Regions from separate parts of the Zea mays genome. Here region 2 is linked to region 1. A link is a contact called in public Hi-C data. All regions are on one chromosome and are shown on one strand. Each heading gives the region's core, a stretch centred on a gene start, on an enhancer-like site or on the middle of the called end of the contact. The rest is flanking DNA. Distances are from core to core; before and after follow the strand shown. Region 1 holds the start of LOC100277355. Region 2 holds the start of LOC100284548 (calmodulin-related protein 2, touch-induced).

What was found. Hi-C and Micro-C count contacts between places; a contact is called where the count stands out from the background.
Region 2: a Hi-C map of bundle sheath shows a contact between it and region 1, with 2.4 times the contacts expected there. The contact joins the promoter of LOC100284548 here to the promoter of LOC100277355 in region 1. A contact is called at or near these places in 3 of 25 Hi-C or Micro-C datasets (bundle sheath, endosperm and leaf).

What each region holds. Positions count from the first base shown.
Region 1 is chr8:13,185,482-13,190,379 of Zm-B73-REFERENCE-NAM-5.0, forward strand. LOC100277355 reads left to right here and starts at 2,348. Exons shown (of 3, transcript NM_001361288.1): 1 at 2,348-4,427. The coding sequence starts at 2,667. It overlaps LOC100284536 (surfeit locus protein 5), which reads left to right. Exons shown (of 4, transcript NM_001157431.2): 4 at 400-599.
Region 2 is chr8:13,390,655-13,395,604 of Zm-B73-REFERENCE-NAM-5.0, forward strand. LOC100284548 (calmodulin-related protein 2, touch-induced) reads right to left here and starts at 2,817. Exons shown (of 1, transcript NM_001157443.2): 1 at 1,951-2,817. The coding sequence starts at 2,691. The coding sequence ends at 2,074.

The sequences.
Region 1 (4,898 bases), core at 1,098-3,597:
GGGCGCTCCCGGGTTACGTGCCGCGCACCACCCTCCGGCAGGGTCATTGCAGAGTAGGTGGTGACGGGGGCAAGGTTCGGAGATTTTTTTTATCGGGACCATGTTTCGATCTCTTCTTAATATAATACTGAGAGGGCATTCTTTTCCTCCCGGCCGAGTTTTTTTGACTACGAAGAGTGAAGACATATTTCTTTTGAATTATTGACTCCACACGCATGAATTTGCTACAGTAACTTGTCTATTGAAATAATGGAAACTGTACCGTGACAGCAAGAATTTCTTATAATCTGTTTTGATCTTTAGATGTTGACAACTTTTATTTATAATATTGAATATTGCCTACTAATATTATTTGTTGAAGTTGTATATTAGTTAATTTTCTGTTCTTCATGGTTGCAGGGTTATCCCAGGTTATCTGTTAGGCGGTTTGCTCTTCAGGGTTATCTCAGGGTTTTTTATTTCACCTTGAATATTGCCTACTGACATTACCATTACCTTTTTGTTGGGACTAAAGTTTAGTAGATTCGTCTTATTGTTTAGTCCTTATCTGTATAATTAGTTTATAATTAGATTATATGTAATACTTCTAAATATCATTCAAATATTTGATGTTCTAAATATCATTCAAATATTTGATGTGAAGGAATCTTCGGAAATATGGATTAGGCACACCGTCCTGCCATCTGGCAATTCATTAGGGTGCCAATTGATGTAGCTGTTTGGTTCACATATTGTAACGTTGTAACGTGATGGGTATATTGTAACGTTGTAACGTGATGGGTGACAAATAACATTAAACCATATTTATTTAAGTTTAACCGTAATCAGATACTACATTAGAGAATGATATCAGCCTATTCAAAGAATTTGTTGTCGCTCGTACTCGAATGTGAATAATTATTGTTGCTATTTATATTACATTTTGTGAACCAAACATTATTTTAGTGGTAACGAACTTGCGAGAGTTGATTGCCTATCTAACACAACAGGAAATGGCAAAGTTTCACTTTTGTGGGTTTTTAAGGCAGGTTTGGTTCACACTAAGTTACCAGAGTTTGTCTAACTTTTCTATCTAAGGTTAGTTATTCAATTTAGATGTCTAACCTTAGGTAAAGTGTGACACATTTAGCCATAAATCAAACAAGTTTTTAGTTTAGCCTATATAAATTAAATATTGTTTATTGGTCACGGTGTATGATTTTTTGTTGTCTATTTGACATCAGTCGATGGTATACCAGTTAGAAATTAATATGGTGTTTGGTATGAGAAATGAGGTGGTCCATTATCTTTTTGCTTCTCACTTTTTTTGTTTGTGGATTGAAATAAGTTGATCCATCACCACCTTGTTGTTATGTATCATTTTATTTTAGATGGAGTGATTTATCAAATAAACATAAAGTGTCTACAATAAAATATAAGATACTATGTAATGTAAAACTAACATAAATTTATAGTCCATAGTTTTAGTTTATTATGCTCAGCGTCAAGTACAGGAGCTTAATCAAGCGTTAACTACAGGAGCTTAACTAGCGTGGATCCTGCTCCTGCCATACAGACCGCCGGTACTGTTGGCCCGTGGCCGCAGCCGGCGTCCGCCTCACGGTCACGGGCCTGCCAGCGGCGCAGGCGCGGACACGAGTGTCAGAGCCAGAGCGAGGAAAACGACGCGCTAGCGTGTGATGTCACCTGCCCGACTTGTCTTCTCCATTTTTTCCTTTTCTTCGCATCGCCTTCTTTGGGATCCGTCGGCTAGACGCACGCGGACCTCTTCTCAGCTCGACGCGACTACAACTACAGTCTCCTGCCCTTCCCCTTGTCTTGTCCGTAGCATCGTCGTCGATACTACAGTATGCATGTGCGTCCCTGTCTCTGTCTTTGCTAGTACGCATGAAAAACACAGCGCCATCCGCCCATCCGCCATGATTAGCATGACTACAACGTTGCGATAGTCTCGGAGACGCCGACGAGTGTCTGCTGCCCCTGTCGGTGGTCCGACATTGACCTTTTTCTGCCCATTCAGTCATTCACAGATTTTTAAAATTTTTTATTTCGACTTTTGTTGCTTTTCGGGACTATATGTTTTTTTTTGAAGCTTTTGTGCCCATTCCGGATTTTTTTGAAACTGAAAAGCCACAAAATTCTCCGCCAGCTTTGACCATCCACTGCCGGCGGTGCAGAGGAGGCCAAGCAAGCGGCAGCGGTCCAGCGGAGAAGGCTGACATCCGTCTACAACGTCCCTCCTACTCCTACACCTCGTCGGTGAAGCCCGCTGCCGTGCCGTCCCCCGTCCTCCACTTCGCGTCCCGTGCACATTGGGCTTCCTCGCGACGCGTTCTCCACTTCTCCTCCGCGCTACACTCACACTTAAGTCGAAGTCCGACAGAGCCCCACCTGTCATCTGCTACCCCTCCGCGAACAGACCGGGTCGCCACCGACACGCCCACGCTCGACTCTGTTGCTTTGCTTCCCTGCCCTGGACCTTCGTCCTCGCGGCGCGTGCCGAGGTGGAGGAGGAGCCAGCCGCCGTCGCGTGCCATCTACACCACCACTTTTCAGCTCCCGGATCGAAGCACGGGTCGGTTAAAGGACGGAGCCCCGAGCGAGCTTGCGCGGCCTGGGCCTGGCACGGAGACGGGAGGCCGACTTGGCACGGAGACGGAGACGGTATGAGCAGCAGCAGCAGCCTCGCCATAGTGGAGAAGAAGCCGCCGCCGTTCCCCGGCGGCGGCGGCGGCGGCGTGCTCTTCCACCTCCTCGACTGGCACCGCCGCCTCGCCCGCAAGCGCAGGCTCTTCTCCCCGCGCCGCCTGCTCCCCTCGTCCCTCCGCTCCTCCTCCTCCCCACGCAGGCCCCCGTGCCCGCCACCTCCCGCTTCCCCGCCGCCGCCGCCGCCACCGCCGCGCCCGTCCGATGCCGCCGCCCCGGGCCTCGTCGCGCGCCTCATGGGCCTGGAGTCCTGGCCCGCGCCGCCGAGGCCGCAGAAGCAGAGGAAGGTGGAGGCGTCGCGCGCGGACGGCGCCGACTCGGCGGTCGTGCTGGTGCTGCCTAAGACCCGCAGCCGTCGCCCTCCCGCGCCCGCGCCCGCGCCGGCGGCGAGGAGCCACCACGGGGCCGACCTGCCGGCGCGGAGCCCGAGGCGGACCCGGCTCGTGCACGCGGCCGCGGCGAAGCTGCTGGACCCGGGCGCGCGCGCCGGCTCACGGGCAAGCGCCAGGCTGGCCCTCGCCTACGCTTGCTCTTCCCCGCAGCACCGCAGGGATGGCCACGCCAGCGCCTTGCTTCAAGGCTCGAGAATGGCCGACGACTTCCTATCTCGCTCCGACAGCTTGCTCTTGGAGGAGCGTTCCGCACGGGTACATGTACAGGTACAGCCTCCTGGTCTTCCTGCGGAGACAGACACCGCTGCTGTCCCGCGTAGGCACGGCCATTTTTCCGGTAACAGCAACGCCGATGCAGCGACCAGTACCAGTACGATAGTGTTGCCAAGAATGGATTTTGGGGATGGGAACAGGAGCAAACGGGGCTCTGATATGGATGCCAAGCACAATGAGAGTGGAGTAAGAGATGAGGTAGTGCGCACTTGTGCCAGGGTTAGATCGAGCGGTGCTGCCGTTCAAACTGGAGACGAGAGGTCGTTGCGCAAACGAGCAACACCTACTCGGCCGGAGGTTTCTGGTTCTGGGATTACAGAGCCTGGGGGCTTGGCTGGATCGACGCGCCTGGTTGGACGCGCTCGTGAATCGGTATCTGCTACTAGGAAGGTCGCACACGGTGGTTCTGGTCCGATAAGAGAGCTCGCGGGACGGATCGTTGGGCAAGGGAGAATGACACGCAGAGATTTGAACAGCCAAAATGGATTATCATCCACAAGTAGGATTTTAAGCAATGGATCTGCACATAAAAGGGGACCAGGGAGGAAGGTGGGGCATGATGCAGCAATCAGTAGCAGAGATGACAGAAATGCAGTTGCAGTTGCTTCTAGATCATCTACAAAGCCCGTGGCCAGAGCTTCGTCTCCGCGAAGCAATCTATCAAAGGGCGGATCCCCAAGTAGGCTAGCACATGAGACAACTCGCACACGAGTGCCGGCTCCTGAAAAAGGATGTGTCGAAGCTTCACCTTGTGTTATGTCTACTTCTGAGAAAGATGAATTTAGCAGGCTGTTGAAAGCAAAAATCAATGAGCTTGGCATGTCGGACAGGATCGAGTGTACACCAAATGATTCACCTTCAGGAAAATTGACTGTGCCTGTGCTGCAAGAGCTCATTTCTGCCCTTGCAACTGACATGAGCACTTCAATCTCCCAATGTAGCAACTACTCTGGTGCATCAGCACCCTTACGCTGCAATGGAAATGTTGACTGCATCAATCCAGCGCATTGTATATTCTCCAATGAGCAATCACCTGATTTTCAGAAATGCTATCAGGTCAGTTTGGAGGCTAGGACCCTTCTTTACTGTTACCACTTCTTAATTCAGAGCTTCTGGTTCGTTGTTTCTCTAATAAATGCTGCTATAGTTGATCATGAATTCATGATGATTCACAGTTTTCTTTTCTTCATGTCATTTTTCTTTTCCAATTTTGTCAGTGAATACATGGTTAGTTTTAGTGCTTGTAGTGTTACATGGACCAACTTGTATGATGGTTAGTATTGGTCAAGAAACATGTGTTGTATGACATGCCTATGTGGTAAGGCACTAATGTTATCAGCGGATGCATCTACTTATACAGTTTGTTAAACGATGTTCTGCATGCATTCTTATGCATTAATTGAAATTGAAGATTTTTGGACCCACACAAAAGATTATATCAAAAAATTCTTGTGATGTTAAAACTGTCATCATTATGATCCATTCTTTAATGAATTGTGCACAGTTGTCAAATGCATTGGAAATTGG
Region 2 (4,950 bases), core at 1,567-4,066, 210 kb after region 1:
TATGTACTGATGTATCAAATGGAAATAGGGGGGAGCTGGAGATTGAATTAATCTCTTCAGGCCTTGGCAACTGCTCTCGTTTTCCCGTGCTTCCGTGCTCGACGCCGGCCGCCAGGATGGCGTCGCGCCCTCGTCGCCGCCGCTCACCTTCGCCCCGCCCTCCTGCTGCTCACGGCTACAACCTGAGAAGGACAAGTTCCAACAATATCACACTGCTTTAGGGTGCTCACCTTTTAAAGCTTTGTATGGCTACGATCCAGTGTTTGCGGCTGCACCGATTGTTGCAGGACTTGATTCTACAGTGGAGAGCTTGATTCAGGATCGGTTGGCTTACTCTTCTGTGTTCAGAGAGAAATTGGCTGCAGCTCAGAACCGCATGAAGGTGCAAGCTGATAAGCATCGGGTGGAGCGTGTGTTTCAAGTTGGTGATCGGGTCTTACTCAAACTCCAGCCTTATGTTCAAAATTCGGTGGTCAGTCGAGCTCACCCGAAGCTCGCTTTCAAGTTCTTTGGATCCTTTAAGGTGGTTCAGCGTATAGGGTCAATGGCATACAAGTTGGAGTTGCCGGCTACAGCTTTGGTGCATCCGGTTTTCCACGTTTCACAGCTGAAGCCGTCTACACCTAATTTTACTCCGGTGTTTTCAGATATTTCGCAATTGGTGGATTTGTCTCAAGTACAGGTTTATCCTGTTCAAATTGTGGAGAGGCGAATGGTTCGAAAGGGTAACAAACCGGTGGTTCAGATTCGAGTGGCTTGGTCGAATCTACCTGCAGACGCAACAACTTGGAAAGATTATGAGGTTCTGAAGAGACGTTTTACTGATGCTCTTGATTGGGGGCAATCAACTTTTGAAGGGGGGAAGATGTCAGGAACATGGGATCTGCACATGAGCAAGTGGAAGGCTGAAAGAGGAGAAGGTTGAGCGGAGGAGTAATCTGTGTAATTAAAGTTTTGTTTGTGATTAGGCCTATTGGGCCAAGGGTTTGGGCCGTCTGGCCTTGTAAGGAGGGTGTACTTAAACCCTGAATCATCTGTTAATCAGCAGACAAGATAGAGAAGAAAAACAACCACCAAACAGAATTTCTATTACCTGCGCTTGTCCTTCCCTCGGAGGCAGCCACCTGGGGTGCTCACGTCGGAGTTGGCGCTACTCCGGCCACGGGTCTCACAGGGATACACGAACCGGTGGCGATTGTGCCAAGCTCTCTCTCTCTCTTGCCCTGTGGTGAGCACCGTCCAATTAATTAGCTTTTGACCAGTATATCCACATTCTGCGTATCTTTTTTTTGTCTCTTCGATTATGATCGTGGGAGTCCATTTGATTTGAAACTTCGGTCGACCCCAAGAAGAGAAAGTGAGCTTGGACAGATCAAACTGATACTATATCTCTGAAGATCTGAGCTTTAGATGACGGGCTGAACAAGCGAAGATCTTCGTCTGCACTCTGCGTGATCCGAAAGAGGGGCTGGATGGTTCCGAAGGGCGTTGCCGACTGCGACTTGCCGTGGTCCGTGGAGATCAAGACCAGCAAGGCAGCAACTGCTCACAAAGCCACAGAATGTGATGCTTCAGTGCCGCGGTCAGTCACCCACGGCCACGACCACTTTGCTCTCGGGATGGCGAACGCATATTGCTGGTCACTACAGGCTGTCAAAGATCAAACGAAAGCTCACCGAAATCTGGAACAGGGAAATCACAGGAAAGCAGAAGAAGGTTCAGAGAAAAACTCGTGTCTGAAGAACTCTTTTTTTCTGTCCCTAGATTGCCGTGTTTGCTTCCGCGCTAATCCTCTGACCAGAACCATCGAATCGCAGCGAAATTGCACACATGTGAGCTGTGGGAACGGCTTGGAGAAGTGAGAAGTCAAACAAGACGGGTGTGATCTGGCTCAGGAAATCGGACACGCCACAATATACATAATAATACTGTAGATAATAAGTAGTCTTATGCAGGAAGTTGAGTATTTCCATTCCTCCAGTCCAGACTAGGTGAAAGCAACAGAAGAGGCAGAGGAACTCGATCCCTTCCCCCCGACTGATGCCCAGATGAGTACACCTACACCTACACCCGTCACTCCTTCTTGGCCTTGTCCGGCACGGCTGTCACTCCGGCGCCGGCCTGAGGCTGAGGCTGGGGCTGGGGCTGGGGGCCGCGCATCATGATCTTGAACTCCTCGAACCCGACGCAGCCGTCGCCGTCGGCGTCGACGCCGGCGATCATCCGGCGGCACTCCTCGGCGCTGCACCCCTCGCCGATGCGGGCGAGCACGCTGCCCAGCTCGGCCGCCGTGATGCGCCCGTCGCCGTCGGCGTCGTACACGGCGAAGGCGGCGCGGAGCTCCGCGTCGTCGCCGTCGTCCCCGCCGCCGCCAACGCCGCGCGCGTGGAACGCCCTGAACTCGCCCAGGTCCACGAAGCCGTCGCGGTCCGTGTCCAGCTCGTCCATCATGGCCGCCACCTCGCGCCGCCCGTGCGAGGAGCTCGCCGGCGGGGAGATGGCGCGCGACACCGCCGCCAGCTCCGACGGCGAGATCCGCCCGTCGCCGTCCGCGTCGATGCGCGAGAACACCCTCTGCATCTCCGCGTCCGCGTCCGCGGCCGCGGCCGACGACACCGCCGGGGGCCTCCGCCCGGCCTTCTGGGCCTGGGCCTGGGCTTGCTTCTTGCTGGCGCTGCTCGACATGGCCATGGAACGGAGGAGCGTGGATGTGGTGATTTGAAAGGGTGCTGGGCGCTGGGCGCTTCCCTGTGTGGTTGTGGTTTTGCGGCAGTGAGCACCGAGCACAGCTGAAGGGGGTGTTTGATGTGAGCCGCGTCCGCGTCCTGATGGTTGTAACGGCGAGTGGTCTCGCCGGAGGTATTAATAGCCGCTGGCGACGACGCGGTTTTGACACGCAGTGGCAGGGCGCCGACTTTTCTCGTAGTCGTACGTACGTGACGACTGCCAGATGGGGTCTCGTGGCGCCTGCCTCGGTCGGCGAATCTGCCAGGCATCGCGCCGCGGCCGAGCCACATGTACGGCCGGTGGAGAGGCCGCGCGGCCGGTGCGGATCTCGGCGTGTCTCCTTGCTCCAGCCGGCAGCTTCCCGGAAAAGCAGAAGCGCGTCGAGGAGGCGGGCAGCCTGAATTTACCGCCCACGTCAGTACGTAGTACGTACTACCAAAAGCGTCATACTCATATCCTCATGGGTCCGCAAGGCACGTGGTCGCATCGATTAGAATTTAGTGAATAAATTAGAAATATTATCACAAGACTTGACGTCTTGTCCTTATTCTGGAATTTATGAGGACGAGAAAATTTAAGAGAAATATATTTAGTCATATCTTTCTTAATATATCAAATTTTCATATGTGATATGTGCAACATACGTTGCATTATCTTCGTAGATAACTATGTAGGTATTTTGGAGTGTTAAAATCACATGACTTTTAAATGTGATTAGTCATTCATCGTAGCCAAGCATATTCACGTGTAGCTTCGTATAATACGACTATCTCTGAGTGGTTAGTAGATATAGGTGCTAGTGTGTCAGATTGCTAGGATACGAAAGTACCACCATAGAGAAGCACAAAGGCGATCTGAGATCTAGCATTATGAATATTTTCTGACATCCGACATCTATACAATCCACCAAAGTTTGGTACGGATTCTCTGGGAAAAAATGTCTAAGATCTTGAGTGACTTTGAGGTATTTTAGTACAGTCTGGACACATGTCCAATGTCTTGTAGTTGGGTTCGCATTGTGTTTAGCTAGCGAATTCACTGTAAATGCAATTTGCAAGATACATCATTTTTCCAATGGCGCTGAGGTAAAACAACATCAGGTCATAGTTATTTCTCATCATCCCTCTCTGGTCTAAATGGAATAATATCCTTTTGAATGGATCTTACAACTATCGAGGTGTTTAACGGGTGAGCTTTAGTTATATTACATATCTCAAGGACCTTCTTATTAAAAGGTCAACTGGTGTACAAACATTGCTTTGGGGAAATTATCATTTTATAGGACCAAACAAAACATGGTTTTCTCAAGTATTCCATTCCAGAGTCTATCTTGAGGTAGACACTACCCTCCTCAATACCCTTACCGTAATCTATGAGATTCAGGTTATCAACATTGATTGAAATAATACAAAAACCATACAGAGATTTTTGTACTGAACATACATTGAGAATCTGAATTATTTACATAACACTTCTTCAAGAAACACTAAAAACAATTAAATATATTTAACCCACATAACCCTCTGTATTGTAGCATAACCAACATGACATAGTTTAATCTAAATTCTCCTTCTATACCACACTGTAACCATAAAACATCATTTTCTATAACTACTTTTTATTTACTATCGTTTTTTCATCTACTAACAATTAGAATAGAGCCCACGGCTACAAGACGGAGGGAGAGCGAAGGGGGCGGCCACCTGCACGCCACGCCGAAGGGAGAGAGAGGAGGGGATGGGCGGCTAGGGGCCGCGCTGCAGGCGTGGGGGTGCCCCTGTTGTAGCCGGCACGCAAGGGAGGGAGTATTCGACAAGTATAAAAATCTAAACGAGACTGATCGATAGTGTTTCATTCTTTCCATATTTATGTCTAGATTGGATAGGCTTAACGGAAAAACGTGCTACCAGTAGCTAGGGCCCACTGTTTCCCCGGTATATAGATGCACATTTGGGCCGGGTCAGATGGGCCGACCCGAAGCACGAAAAAAAGCACGGCCCAGGCACGACACGACTCAAAATATTTTAGTGTCGGGCCGGCACGACCCGATATATCAAACCGGGTTTGGGCCGAGGTCGTGGCCTATAGGCGGGCACGAGCACGACCTGTTTAAGGTAGGCACGAAATGGCTCATATAGAGGCACGAAAAGGCCCATATATTTATTAAAACAACACTTCACTCCACACTTTTGTAGCTAGAGATAATGCTAGTTAGATGTTTTT